Regions from separate parts of the Mus musculus genome. Here all the other regions are linked to region 1. A link is a contact called in public Hi-C and promoter capture Hi-C data. All regions are on one chromosome and are shown on one strand. Each heading gives the region's core, a stretch centred on a gene start, on an enhancer-like site or on the middle of the called end of the contact. The rest is flanking DNA. Distances are from core to core; before and after follow the strand shown.

Region 1 (4,613 bases), core at 611-3,110:
CAGAGGGTAACATCAGATAAAGGTTGCCCAGGGGTTGGGAAAGAAGGGGCCAGAGTGTTTACATTGTAGCGCAGTACTACAGTGTGTTACATTGTAATGCAGTACTAAATGGGAAAGGTTTTCATGGGTCCTCATGATCCCTGTATGATCTTTTGCTTGTAGGTTTATTTCGTTTACTGTAAATTCAGCTATATGGAGACCTGGAGGAAGAGAAATTGGGATCATTTGTGCTTTGTTTAAGTTATAGGGAGGAAAAGTGATTGATGATGTGTCTACAGCCCTCAAAGATGGCAAATGTCCCCATCTTGCCTTCCTAGAACAGAGGAAGTTTGGGGTGAGAGGGATCTTCATTTTATTTTAACATTTATTATATTTTAAAATTATGTGCCTGTAATGGTGTGGAGGTTTGTATATGTATGTGCAGGTGCCTTCAGAAGACCTCCCCTCCCCCTCCCCAGTCAGATATGTAATTGTGAGCTGCCTGCCCGCAGTGAGTGCTAGGAACTGAATACAGGTCCTCTAAAAGAGCAGCAAGCTTCTAACAGCGGCAAGAGCAGTCTTTTTTTTTTTTTTTTTTTTTTGGTTTTTCGAGACAGGGTTTCTCTGTGTAGCCCTGGCTGTCCTGGAACTCACTTTGTAGACCAGGCTGGCCTCGAACTCAGAGATCCGCCTGCCTCTGCCTCCCAAGTGCTGGGATTAAAGGCGTGCGCCACCACGCCCGGCGGTAAGAGCAGTCTTTATTTGCTTCTATCAGCGGCAAGGGCAGTCTTTATTTTAACTAACGGTATTTGGTTCCACTGGGGAGCATTGAGCAGTCTTCCTAAGAAAAGCATTGCAATGCTGGTAGAGGTTGGTTGGCACCAAAGTCTCAAGTTTCACCTCTCCCTACTGAAGGTGCTAAAAAAGACTGCAGGGCACAAACTAGTCACTGTGGGCCGTCTGGAGTGCTGCTCTTGGCTGAACAAATGGAACTGTGGCCTGAGATTTCAGTCCTGTGACGACTAAGCTAGCTGGTTTTGGAGGCTGCAGACTTTCTTCTTTGTCCTTGCACAGGATGCTTAAGCAAATAGAAGAGACTGCCGCTAGGAGGTACCCGAGCCTTTTCCGACTTCTGCTAGGGCGAGCAGAAATGGCTTACTGTGAGTCTCTCCTCTAGGCGGGTCCAGGCGGGTTGCACGTTTCCAAGGTCGTGGTTGTGATAAGCTTGCCTTTGCAGCCTTTTAAGAATAAACAGCTTTTTAGTCTACAGAGGCGTTATCTCCTCCAAGGTCTGCGGGAGAACACCAGCCACAAGCATATGAGGATGCCCCTCTGTTCTCGGAAGGGTGGAGGCAAGGTGGTGGATCCCAGTGTGCATGCATCTCCCCTTGTGCCCAGTAGCAGCAGTGTGTGTGTGTGTGTGTGTGTGTGTGTGTGTGTGTGTATGTGTGTGTGTGTGTTCGCGCGCGCGGACGTGTATGTGCGTGCCTGAGCGTGTGAGCTCGCGCCCGCGCGTGCACGCAAGTGCGTGCATGGAATCGTAGCTCAGCACGGGCTGATCTGATTAAGGGAGCCGAGGAAGGAATAAATATTCGCCAGCCTCCTCACTGCTCAGTTATAACCAATCAATTGCAGAAAGGAGAGGGAGACAGCAGCCTGGGCACAAGGTGTGCGGGTCCCCAATCTGTGCATACTCCGGGATAGACATATGCGCGTGTGCATGCACGCACCAGAGGGGCTGCTGCTCTTATTGTCTGCCTCCCTCTGCAGAGAACAAGGGCAGCGGCGAGGGGCCTGCACCCTGGGCTAGCGTCGCGGCCCCAAGCAGGTCACGGGAGGCAATTTCGCGGGTGGGGGAGGGCGGGGGAGACCTTGATTTCCACCAATCCCGGGGCGCGTGTCTGCGGAGTCCAGGGCGCAGCAGAAGGCTGCGGCGCACCGCTGAATGAACTGATGAGAGAGAGTTCTAGGTTTGCCCGTGAGGGGCGCGGAGTGAGGGTCCTGGCGGGCGCGGCCGAGGCGCCGGGGGTGGGGTAGCGGTCCCGGGCCATCGTGGAAATTTCCAAGGACTTGGTGTGGCGCGGAGAGCGCATCTGGGGGGTGCCGGGCACCGCGGCGGCGCAGGAGGCGGGGAAAGGGCGGTGCAGGGCGCAGGAGCATCTCTTTCTGGAAGGGACACAACCCATCAGACGTCCGGGAGCCAGCCGCGCCTCTTCCAGGACCCCAGCCGAGGGCGACGGTGATGCTGCAGTAAGGGCGGGAGCCACCGGCCCCACTGCTCTTAGACTCCTTCATCGCCCGCTGCCTGCAGGGAAAGAGACTAAGGCTTGTGATTTGCCCGGAGGCCACTTCCTTTAGCAAGACATCCCAGTAAAAGTTGCATTGGCGAAGATCCTTGTAGCTGACCTCTGGGGCCGTGGCGTGGGGGTTCCCCAGCCGTGCGTTTGCGAGCTGGAAAGCCAAAGGTGTGTGTGCATGGGGGGCCGGCCACTGGAGCATCCTTCACTGCCACTTTGTCCAGCGTTGTGCTGAGGGTACACTGACCCTGGGACATCGAGGCTGCGATGAGCCCCTGCGGGCGGGCCCTACATACGTCCAGAGGGGCCATGGCCATGCTAGCTCGGAAATTCCCGCGTACCCGGCTACCCGTAGGAGCCAGTGCCCTCTGTGTGGTGGTCCTCTGTTGGCTCTACATCTTCCCTGTCTACCGGCTGCCCAACGAGAAGGAGATTGTGCAAGGGGTGCTGGCACAGCGGACGGCTTGGAGGACGAACCAGACGTCAGCCAGTCTCTTCAGGTACCTACTGCTGGCCGTTGCTCCCCTCCAGCATCCCTTCCTGCTAGTGTGCAGAAGACAGGGTCGCTTGTGAGGCTTCTCTGTCCTGTGCCCTCTGTGCCGTGCCCAACCTAGAGACTTAAGTCAGGGTCTCTGTCCCATCCCTCATCCCAAGAGACGTTTCAAGGTACCTTTGCAAAATCAAGGATTTTTTTGGTCTGTCCCTAGTCTGTGTTGTATTTGCAATTGACCCATCTCTGTGGGAAGGGAGACCCAGAACAACTTAGAGACTGTTACTTTCAGAGAATTTATTTTTTAGCCTCCGTAGATGTTTGGTGCTAAAGAGAAGTAAGCTAGAAGTAGGTTAAGAAGCGTTCCGGGGCAGTTTGTAACACAAATCAACCATGCAGGAGTGATGGGCAAACCTCCAGTCACGAAACCATGAAAACTAGCCAGGCCTTCGCCGTGGCTTTGCGCAGTGTGTCCATTGCGAGTCCGGAGCACGGAACCATGACCCACTAAGGATCGGACCTGCACGATTTTTGTGTTGAAATTTCAACACATTTTTGATGACATATTTTCTCTTCTGACCAATTCTTCTGTAGAACAAGTTACTAGCCCAAGGTCATTCATTATCTACGACGAAGTCCAGGTGCCCAGGTGCTGGACTCTTTACCACTCCAAAGCACCAGTCCCCCCTTTTGTCTTAGTCTCAGGAATGTTTGTGGGAGGTGTACGTGAGGGAAGGGCTTGGATTCAGAAAACAAAACCCAAGGCCGCGTTTGAAAGAGGACAGCACAGGGTTCTCCAGCTGGTAGTTTCTCCTCTTGGGGGAGGTGCTAATTTGAGGAACAGAAGACAGGTTTGCAATAGAAGTTGGGTAGCTAGACTGCAGCGCAGACAACAAGCTCTTTGCATGTTACCTGCATGTTGGGGGAACTGGCCGGCTCGGACCAGGACCGCACCGGGACCCCGGGGCAGAGCCTTCTCATCTTCAGCTCTGGCGCCAATTTATTGCCTTGCTGGTCTTTTCTGGTAGTGGTCTGTGGGAGGAGCTGAGAGGCAGGCAAGAGCCAATAGAAACCTGTCCCACTGCTATTAAGGTCTAAAGCAAAAATCTTTAAAAATAAGTCATTTCCCTCCTTCCCTACTTTTGGAAAAGCTAGAGGTTAGACAGTTCTTCCAGAATCTAGAGGAATGTTTCCTTTCAAATTCAGAGGGGAGGTCTTTCTCTTTCTTCCTCACCAGACCATCGTCACTCTGCCATTGTTAGTTTTTAAAGTAATTCCACTGTCCTTGAAAGTACACAAAGACGATTCTTTTCCACCTTAGCAGGGCTGACTGTTGGGCTTCAAGGCAGGTGGAATGCATACCACCCTGTGGCTCTTTGCAGACAGAAGGCGCTTCTCAGTTCAAGAAATGGCTGGAAAGGAGTAAAGAACTCCCATTGGCTTGATGAAAGGACCTGTTATATATATTGAAGCCCTGTTTAAAAAAAATAGATTGCTTTTGAGAGGACACTGTCAAGAGCAAAAGGTTTCATGGTGGGATAAACAGAGGCAAATGGTTTCTGGGATACATTTGTTCCCTGTGGCCTTTAACCCCGGGGTGACCTTCATCCTTTAACTTGGTTTCTGCGTTCAGAGAATGACTTAGTTCAGTACAGCTTACATCCTCGGACTCGGTGTCTGCAAAACTGCAAAAACCACTTACTTCGTTGAAAACAAGCTAAACTTCAAATTAGAATCCAGAGTCTGCCCAGCGCCTGTGTTATAACTGGCCCCAGAGCAAATATCTCCAGGAAGTTACATTAAATCTTGGAATCTTGGCTTTCTTATTTATATAAAATGTAGACAAT
Region 2 (4,613 bases), core at 1,153-3,652, 230 kb before region 1:
AATGGATATTGAAATCAGCTAATATACTGTGTTACAATTTATTAAACTATGTCTAAGAAAAGAGGATATAGGGCAAAGGTGAATTGAAATAAACCAAAACAAAATGTTCATCTCATTTATTGTAGTGGTAGACTAGTGACTTTCCTTTAAACTTTTCTTCTCTTTCTTTTAAAACTTCTTTACAATGAGCATTTCTGAAGAGAAAAATGTTATTCTTAAAAAAGAATACTATGAGTATTCTCTAGGAAACTGTCAACAAGCAAAACTAAATACAACGATCCAGAACATACCTATGCCTCCACGAGCGTTCAAAGAGCAGAGTTCAACATCTACCATGTGCGTGACTGAAGCAGCCGAGCGCTCACAGGTGACTTACAGCAGCGGCTGATGCCTTGGGCTGTTTAAGCACAGCTTCTCGTAGAGCTCATTTTAATAGTTACGTGCCAATAAAAATACACAGCCCAGTCCCGAAGCTTACTTTTGCAACATAAATAAAAGCTTCCATTTTCAAAAGTATATTTAGAATTTGGCAAACACAGTTAAAATAGCAGGTAGAAACAGTCCCGCTTATACACATAACTTAACTAAAACATAAATCATTTTAAGAAAAGTTAAAATCTGTTTCAACATGAAAAGTTTTAGCAGTGACTTTTGTAGTAGCGTTAACTCATTAACACTGGCCTTTACGTTTAAAAGCTATGTTGAGTTTATAATGAAATCTAAAGATAAGAAAATGAAGCTAACAAAATACAGATGGGGCTGTTACCAGGCTCCGTGCATGTGAACAAGTGAGGCGACAAAGCTCCAGTCAGTGCGTTTAAGAAGCACGGGGCGCCGCCACATGGCAGCAGCAATGGCATACCTAATCTGTAGCAGATGAAGAGAATTTGGCAAACTCACATTGTACAAGACACAAAGCTTTAAAGGAAAGAAATGTTTAAAATCTGCATTAACTATTCTGTTTCAAATCATTACAAAGTGGAACTCAACCTTAAATTTAAGATTCTGCAACAATGTAAAATTAAAGAGGTCTTATGATCTTTAGGGTGCCAGAAAAATCAAATTACAGCACTGGGAAATATTCTCCTAGCAACAGAACATGTTGTTTCTTTTCACCGTGAGTTTAATTTTTTTTAATATTTCCCAGTATTAATAATGTCCATTACTCTTAATAACTAATTCCTTCAGACAAGAATTTCTCCTTGAGGTCTCAAAGGTGAACAGATAATGAAAACACACCCTAGAATCTGATGTGCACACTCACTTCCCAAGGAGGGGCTTCTAGATCATCCAGATTCTCAGGGCATCCTTAACCTTTAAAAAAAATGATCAGCTTAAAGGCTAGCATTGATTTTTATAATCTTTAAATAATTGCACCAGTGACACACAACACAAAGCAAATAATGGATGAATTTGAATTTTCAAAAATATTTTTGATTTTTTTTACTACTGCTTGAAGCCCTCACCACTGTAGGAAAAATCCAGTTAAACTGGTCAAATCTCAATGCAAGAAAACTAGTCTTCCATTTATTAAAGCATGTTAAAGCCAAAAACGAACTAAACAAGGCTATATAATTATAACAAGACACATGTCTTGACCTTATCTTATTACAAATGAAAAGAAAAGTCACCTATTTGAGAGTCGGACCCTTTCCAGCCCAGCTCTTAGACATGGAGAAACAGCGGTGAGGAAAGTTCACAGGAATTCTGTGTAAGAGCTTGGCAAGAGGATGTGAGCGAGGAAATACCCACCTCCAGCCCAGGCCAGCACACATCACTCTCACTGTAAGAGCAGGGACTGGCAACAGCTGTGTGAGGCTGAGCCTGGGGAGGGACACAAGAGCCCTCGTGGTACATGGGAAGTAGTCAAATGCTAGGAGAGAAATGGAGGCTCTACTACACAGAACACAAGCACAGTAGCAGGAGAGGAAGGGCTGCAAGAGCATTTCCACAAAGGGGAAACACGGCATTTAACATTCTCACCCAGGTATGACTGAAATACAGTGGGCCTAGCGCATGCGTCTGAAAAGGCTCATGCAAACAACTCAGGAAAACCAGTGGGTCACACCCAGGCACACACAGAAAGAGGAGAGAGGGATGCTGGGAAGAAAGGGCTCAGCAGGAATGGGGAAAGAACAAGAGAATACTGGAGGAGGAAGGACCGCCGTACACCAGAAACTGTGACACTGTCAGGCAGTAAAAATAAACACTGAAAACAAACATCCAGCAATCTCAGTCAGTGCTCCTTAATAACTAAGGAATGCAGGGGACTGTTTGTTGGGTTTTAAAACAGGGTCTTGCTCTGTAGCCCTGGCTGCCCTGTCACTCACTACATAGACAGCACAGGTCTCTAACTCACAAAATTTCCATGCCTCAGTCTCCTGCGAGCTAGGATTACAGACATGCACCATTGCGTCTGGCTAGAGTCCTGCTGGACGCTGACTGTCTTGGGCTGCTCTACTCTCACACACAGTAGTCTAGAGTAAATCAATTCAGGATTAGTGTATTCTTCTCGAGAGCACGAGGCTCTCTCCAGGATGGTAGAACTGTTCTGTACTTAAGGGCCTTCAGCTTATAGGGGCAGACACCTGTCAAATTCTACAAGTAGCATGCTTAAAACTTGTTTTTAAAGGCAGGTTTCCACTATGTTGCCTAGGTTACCTTGAATTTCTCAGGCAACAGATATCCCACGCTTTCAGTTTCCCAATGGCTGCAATGCTACTCCACATCACCACCCCCAGCTTGCTATGCTAAGCCTGGCACAGTACACTTCAGTGCATGCTGAGCTCTAAACACACTACACTGTAAAGAACTTGGGGATGGAAACCACGCAGGTCTGCAACTCAGTGAAGATAAAGTAAGAAAGGAAGACAGACTGATGAATGAGCAGGTGAGGTGGGATACAGCACAAACTTGTCAATCGTAGAGACTCTAGGTACCAGGTACAGGGTTAGAAAGAGTTAGGTCTATATCTGTATTTGTAGATATTTAAACTCAGTACTCTATAAACATGGCTTTTATTTTAAAGATATGGTGGTACTCCAAGCAGGCAAGCAAAGGTATATATGTGTATGAATATATTGATTTTTATAAGCAAACTGTTTATATGACTATGTACCTATTTCTGCTTGTTTCATCAGTAACGTTTCAAAGACAAGATTCTGTTTGTTTCTGTTATTTCTTTAATAGGGACTGGGGGAGGAGGAGCCTAAAACCTACCCAAGAATGACCCTGAATTTCCTGTCCTTTGTTTCTACCTTCCAAGTACTGGGATTACAGTACTGGCACACCCACTTACTCGACGCTGGCTGAAGATGGAGGAGGATGGCTGAGGATGGCTGAGGCTCTGTATGTACTAGGTCAGCAGTTAGCAACTGAGCTACATCTGGTACCACAAGGACAGCTCCACTGAGGCTGATCTGTGTCGGTCAAGCAGGAAGGGCTAAGAAATCTCTATAAACCTCCTAGCAAGTCAGATTTGTATTAAATGTTAAAATAAACCCATGGGAAAGATCTTCTACATCACTAAAACAATAAGTTCTGTGTTAGTAAGAGCAGAATGGATCTTGTTTAGAGCCAATCAGAGGACAGTAGTACAGACTTTCCTACCTACCGTGTACAAAACTAAAACCATTCCAATAAAAGGCCTTCATTTTCTTCTACTTTTGTTTTGCCTAAATGCCAATCAACTTCTTGTGTTTTACTGAATAGAAAATGGACAATGATTAACATCCCTTAAATTTAAAGTTATAGTAAGACTTATACATGGGCTCTTATGAAGAAATTGGGATGAGGGTAAGAAACAAATTAACTAAAGTCATTGTCAAAGCAAAGAACCTTCTAACAAAAGTAGAGACAAGCTCTCAATCTTGAAAACTTCATCAATGGCTTCTGATATGTCCCCAACTGAAGAATTAGCTAATATCCAAATAGAATACTACGAACTGCAAGTCACTCCGAGTTCCTCACTCTAAGCCTTGTGAGATTAACAAATGACTGACAGACAACTGCATAATGCTGCCTTCCTCTGTAGGAAGAACAGCTGCTTTATTTTTTGTTTTTATTTTTTGTTTTATTTTTACAATTTTAGCTCATTACTGTGCACTGACCCCACTTTGAGGTCAGCTGTCCCTTCATACAGTCAGGAATGGATCAGCAGCAGCTAAGGAACGCCTGCATTCTTATGCTAATTCTTCTGTTGTTGCTTTGGGTTTTTGTTTTGTTTTGGGCTTGTTTGTTTGTTTCTTTCATTTGTTCCTCCTAGTAGCTCTGGCGGTCCTGGAACACACTGCGATCCATGTGCCTCGGCCTCCCAAGCACTAGGATTAAAGGTGTGCATCACCACTCCCCAGATCCTGATAGCATTTTATAAAACGTATACTATTAACAGCATAATAATGGCTGGCAAACCATGTATGTATGTAATGCCAAAGCCAGTTCATCACATTACTTTAAATGTATGCAGTCACTGCACAAATGTGAAGTATCAAAAGTGAGCTTCAAACTTACACTGCTGAGAAAGAACAAAGACAGCTTGATGATATCAGGTCCAGCCCACTCACTTCCTTATTTTTATCTACTTATATCTCACAAGATAAGCAGAAAATAGGGAG
Region 3 (4,613 bases), core at 577-3,076, 130 kb after region 1:
GTGCACACAGAACCTGGAGCCTAGCCCAGGGTCAGAAGGCAGAGCTAGTGCCACTCCTCTGTGGTCCTAACAGGACTTTATAACAAGTTAGCAAAATTCAAAACCAACACTGTTAAACTATTGATCAACAAATGGTAACTGCATCAGCTAGGCAGTGAACAATCACAGAGCTGAGTTGAGGACAGTTTTAAAATTACATTTTATTTACCTACTTTGTGTTTCTGCTGGAGGCAATAAGGAAGGAAAACAACTGTCCCAGGATACTGATGGCAGATGAGAGACAGCGTGTAGCTCACAGGGTGGGTGTATCAAGAAGAATTTTTGAAATCAAATTCTAGCCTATCGTAATAATCATTTCAATGGTGTGTTTGCCTGCGCCAAGGTTACGTTGCATACTTGGAATAAACACATTTTTGAACTGCCAGAAACTGGTTAATTAAAGCTGGGGAAGGGAGGCTAGTTCCCATGTCTAGAAGCCAGAGGGGGCGATTCCCTAGAGGAGGGGAAATCCTCCTTTGAGTATGAGCATTTGGGAAGAGCTACAAAGCTGGTTGTAAAGGACAAAGGGGAGGAGGGTGTAGTTAGGGATGCAGAAGAGGCACTGAAGGACAGGCAGAGATCGCTCACACGGATGCTACATTGTATGTATCTTTTCTCATCGCTGTGAGAAACACCTGGCAGCTTAGGGAAGGCTTAGGGAAGCATTTGTTCATCCCGGAGGGACAGGCATGGCGGCGGGATAGGCATGGCGGCAGGTGGCTGATTGCACCACGTGTGCAGTTAGGAAACAGAGGTGCATGCTGGGACTCAGCTGGCTTTCCCTCCTTTCTCTAGTCATTGGACGAGTGAGGCTCACCTTTACAGCGAGTCTTCCCTCCTTACAGGACCCTTTCTAGAAATACCTTCGTGGGTGCACACAGGAGTGTATGTTTCCATGGGGAATATAGTAAACCCATTCGAATTGGCAACAGTAACTAACCATTGCATCTTCTAAGTGAGTGTATCTCACAGACCCAGATGGATATAAATGTCCAGCAGTGGACTGACCAGAATTCCAGGCCGTGGGGTATCAATGAAGTCTGTAGGTTATTCTAGACAAAGCACAGGGTAGTTCAGTTAGGTTGTTTGTCTGCTGCTTCTACATTGCCTGGAAGGCATTTTGGAAATTAGGAAAAGCGAAGGATGTGGGTGGGCAAGAGTGGAAATGATTGAGTAGCTGGGCAGAGCCCAGGTCCAACTTGAGTATTCATCAGAGAGATGTTGGCACCAGTCTAGAAAATGGTTGACTAATGTTTCTGAGCTTCCTAGGGCAATGGTTCTCAGCCTGTGGTCTCAACCCCTTTTGGGGGTTGCATATCAGATATCTACATTACAATTCATAACAGTAATAAAATTGCAGTTATGAAGTCCCAACAAAATAATTTTATAGTTGGGGTCGCCATCGTGTGAGGAACTGTATTAAAGGGTGGCATCATTAGGAAAGTTGAGAACCACTGCTCTAGGTGAGTAACTTCTGGAGACACAGTCATCACCTTTCCCGTGGTTGGTGTCCTGGGGAAGTGGCTCACGTGGCTTCCGGGTCAAGGGCATGCAGACAGTCTGGGAGGCCATCCTTCTGGGCTTGAGAGGCATCCTTCTTTACTCTCAACAGATGAAGAGCCATGATTGCCCCAGTGCTTTGAATCTGGGTAGTCACAGCGACTGTCACACATTTACAACAGAGGCCTGCTTTGTCTCTGCAGGGACATAAGTCTGGCTCCATTCTGCTCATGGCTGTTGCTGCTCTCCCTGTGGAGAATGTGAACCAGGACAACTGACCTCAAGAAGTCTTACTGTACTAGTTCACTGCCTGCCTCTGCCCACTTCCCTCCTACCCCTCTCTCCCTCCCCCTCCTCCTTCCCCTTTCTCTCTCCCTTCCCCTCTCTTCTTCTCTCTCTCCTTCCCCCTCTCTCCCCTCTCCTCCTTCTCCTCCTCTCCCACTCTCTCCCTACCCTCTCTCCCTTTCTTTCCTTCTTCTTCCTCCCTTTCCTTCCCTCCCTTCTTTCCCTTCCCCTGCTATCCATCACTCCCTCCCTCCCCCTACTCTTTTCCCTTTCACCGATTCATTTTTGTTTACCCTGCATCCTCAGCCTCTTATCTGCTCTCCCAGCTGTCAGCCTCTTTACTTCCTAAACTTACTTCCTCAACCCTCTTTCGCAGCCTGACACTGATATGCGGCATGAAGGGCTCTCACCACAGGGTGGCGGTGAGGGCAGAATGTTAGAGATAAGGGAGATATTTTACAGCACGCCTTATCTTCAGCCACTGTCTAAACCAACCTAACCTTCCCGTCCCAGGACCCGCAAGTCTACCTAGTTTTCATGGCATTGATGCACTTACCCATGATCTTGTAGCTTTATGTTCCTCTGTTTCCCCAGCAAGAGCTCGTGAAGTGTTTTCCACCCCACAGCTTTCTCTGACCCCACTCTCTTCCAAGGCTTAACCGATTGATTGGTTTTCGTTGTTGTTATTGTTTGCTTGCTTGTTTGGTTGGTTTTTTCCTCCTGCATGCTATGATACTTTGCAGATCTATCAAGTATGAAATTTGAGACACGTTATGCTGTGTTTGTAACACTTCTGTTTCCTTAACGGGACTTGGATTTCTTGAGTTAAAACATGAGGCATTAGCCTGAGGAGACGGCTTGGCAGGAGAAGCAGAGCAAGTATGAGGACCAGAGGTCAAATTTCTGGAGCGCACATAAAGATGGGCACAGTAGCCGGCATCCGTGACCTCAGCGGTCCCATGGTGGGATGAGGGACAGAGACAATAGCATCCCCGGAAGCTTTGGGGGCAGCTAGCTTGGCTTATACAGCCACAAACAAAACCCAGAAACCAACACGGGAGGTCATGACTGACACCTAAGGCTGCCCTCTGACCCCTACAATGTGCAATATGTCCAAACTCACATATGCAAGCAAGATTAGTGAAAGATAGGTAAAGTCGCAATCAAGCCGTAATGGTATTTCTCTCCTGGCACTTAGGCGGTAGTCCATACATTTCAGTTGCTTCTGTTTGAATCAGAGATTTTTTTTCCACAGGCAGTCATGGATGATCAGAGGGAAGGAGAATTCTCCAGAAAGGCATATGGGCAGCTGTCTGGGTAGAGCTACAACTGTAACAAAACTTCCTTTTCCTATGTAGTTGTGGTACTGTACTCTGCTCTCTGCCTGGGATGCCCAGGCGCTGCCAACACACTGGCTAGAGAAGATGGGGCAAAGTCCAGACGAGAGTCTACAGCCCGTGTTTCACTTTGGGACATCAGATACTACTACATGCTGGACCTGAAGGGGAAATAGGGTCTGGGGTGAATTCTGTGGTTCCTGGTTTCCTCTCTGGGTACCTGGGTACTGTTGGTGTACTACCCAGAAGCAAAGACTAGAATGGGGGTCCAGGGTCCATGTTCATTCTCCAGGCATCTCCACTTGGCAGGAAGAGGCAAGTGGAGCCCAAGAGGAACAGAATCTGGTCCAACTGGGAATGGGTGTGGAGTAGCAGAAGGGTGAGAGTTGAGAAAAGCCTTTTGGGGATTCTAAGGCATGGCTCTCTTAGGAGAAGGCCTTCCCTACAGCGATCTTTAAAGAAGCAGCTCTGAGACGATCCTTGCTTGTTCATATTGCTTTCTTGGAAGGGGATGTGGGCGCATACATTTTATTCAGGGTGAACCAGGGAAGGCTATTGGTTAAAGGGTAAGGCTATTTAGATGCCTCATTCGCATGGAGACAAACTCCAGGTGCTATGCTACAGGACCGAGTGCCTGTGAGCCTCTCAGTTGGTGGTGGAGGTCACCTGTCTAAAGCAGGCATGAGAGGCTGGGGAGGGGCTGCTCCACTCCTACTTCAGATCCCTGAGATTCGGGGACTTTAAATATGCCCCACCTCACCGTTCTTAGGCCTGTCTAGCAGCGCAATAACATGCCCCACATATAGTCTTAAAGTTAGAACATTGGCCAACTAAACATTCCTAGAACATGAGGTCTTACAAGTAATTCCTGTTAATGTTCAGATGAAGAAACCAGTCTTATGTTTCTGACACACCACACGTGTAGCTTTTACTGACACCGCCGCCGCCACCACCCCAGCCTCCAATCTTTATGAATTCACAAATGTTAAATCATTTTACACTCTAAGAGAGAACAAAATAAGCAGTTGACTTTAGTCTAGCAGAGCTTCATTGAGGAATGTTGACGAGTTCAAGGTAGGAGTGTTTGATAAGTTGGGGTATTTGATGAGAAGTTCCGAGTAAAGTGTTTTTCACGCGTTCTGTTTGATGAACGACCCGAGCCTTCAGAGGACTGGGTGAGCGAGCGGGCTTTGATCTGTCTCCGTGTCTGAGGTTTAATTGGAACTTTTGTTTCCCATAGATTTGAAAACCTGCTGTGGTCCAGAAAGAAGTTTGTGGACAACATGAAGATCTATAACCACAGTTACATCTACATGCCTGCCTTTTCTATGAAGACAGGCACAGAGCCGTCTCTCCGTGTGTATTACACACTGAAAGATGTTGGAGCCAATCAAACAGTGCTTTTTGCTAACCCCAACTTTCTTCGGAACATTGGAAAGTTCTGGAAGAGTA

Evidence for each region. Promoter capture Hi-C pulls out the DNA fragments that hold promoters and counts their contacts. A called contact is a pair of places that touch in the nucleus more often than the background predicts.
Region 2: a contact with region 1 is called in a promoter capture Hi-C map of embryonic stem cells, with 5 times the contacts expected there. The contact joins the enhancer-like site here to the promoter of St8sia1 in region 1. A contact is called at or near these places in 10 of 39 promoter capture datasets (the C10 cell line, the HPC-7 cell line, embryonic stem cells and 5 more), 4 of 115 datasets of contacts at active chromatin or transcription factors (T-cell acute lymphoblastic leukemia, embryonic stem cells and neural tube) and 1 of 9 other capture datasets (pancreatic islet).
Region 3: a contact with region 1 is called in a Hi-C map of bone marrow-derived macrophages, with 3 times the contacts expected there. The contact joins the enhancer-like site here to the promoter of St8sia1 in region 1. A contact is called at or near these places in 12 of 39 promoter capture datasets (3T3-L1-derived adipocytes, the HPC-7 cell line, cranial neural crest and 7 more), 1 of 15 datasets of contacts at CTCF or cohesin (CD8 T cells), 14 of 484 Hi-C or Micro-C datasets (ECoMG-derived neutrophils, the G1E-ER4 cell line, Th1 cells and 9 more), 26 of 115 datasets of contacts at active chromatin or transcription factors (CD8 T cells, the SCID.adh cell line, Th17 cells and 19 more) and 5 of 9 other capture datasets (adipose tissue, embryonic stem cells, liver and 2 more).

The regions. Positions count from the first base shown.
Region 1 is chr6:142,961,699-142,966,311 of GRCm38.p6, reverse strand. St8sia1 (ST8 alpha-N-acetyl-neuraminide alpha-2,8-sialyltransferase 1) reads left to right here and starts at 1,860. Exons shown (of 5, transcript NM_011374.2): 1 at 1,860-2,776. The coding sequence starts at 2,544.
Region 2 is chr6:143,189,115-143,193,727 of GRCm38.p6, reverse strand. All of the region lies in intron 4 of Etnk1 (ethanolamine kinase 1), which reads right to left. Among named protein-coding and RNA genes, the nearest start is that of Etnk1, 24 kb to the right of the region's middle. Within about 2 kb of position 2,402, at least 42 of the 459 cell types and tissues checked have an H3K27ac peak or open chromatin away from gene starts, as enhancers often do. A contact at or near this core is called in embryonic stem cells, hippocampal neurons and pancreatic islet, where this site is marked.
Region 3 is chr6:142,829,059-142,833,671 of GRCm38.p6, reverse strand. St8sia1 (ST8 alpha-N-acetyl-neuraminide alpha-2,8-sialyltransferase 1) reads left to right here. Exons shown (of 5, transcript NM_011374.2): 5 at 4,402-4,613. Gm7457 (predicted gene 7457) reads right to left here. Exons shown (of 7, transcript NR_045707.1): 6 at 2,381-2,569; 7 at 178-1,788. Among named protein-coding and RNA genes, the nearest start is that of Gm7457, 17 kb to the right of the region's middle. Within about 2 kb of position 1,826, at least 29 of the 459 cell types and tissues checked have an H3K27ac peak or open chromatin away from gene starts, as enhancers often do. A contact at or near this core is called in ECoMG-derived neutrophils, the G1E-ER4 cell line, the HPC-7 cell line and 5 more, where this site is marked.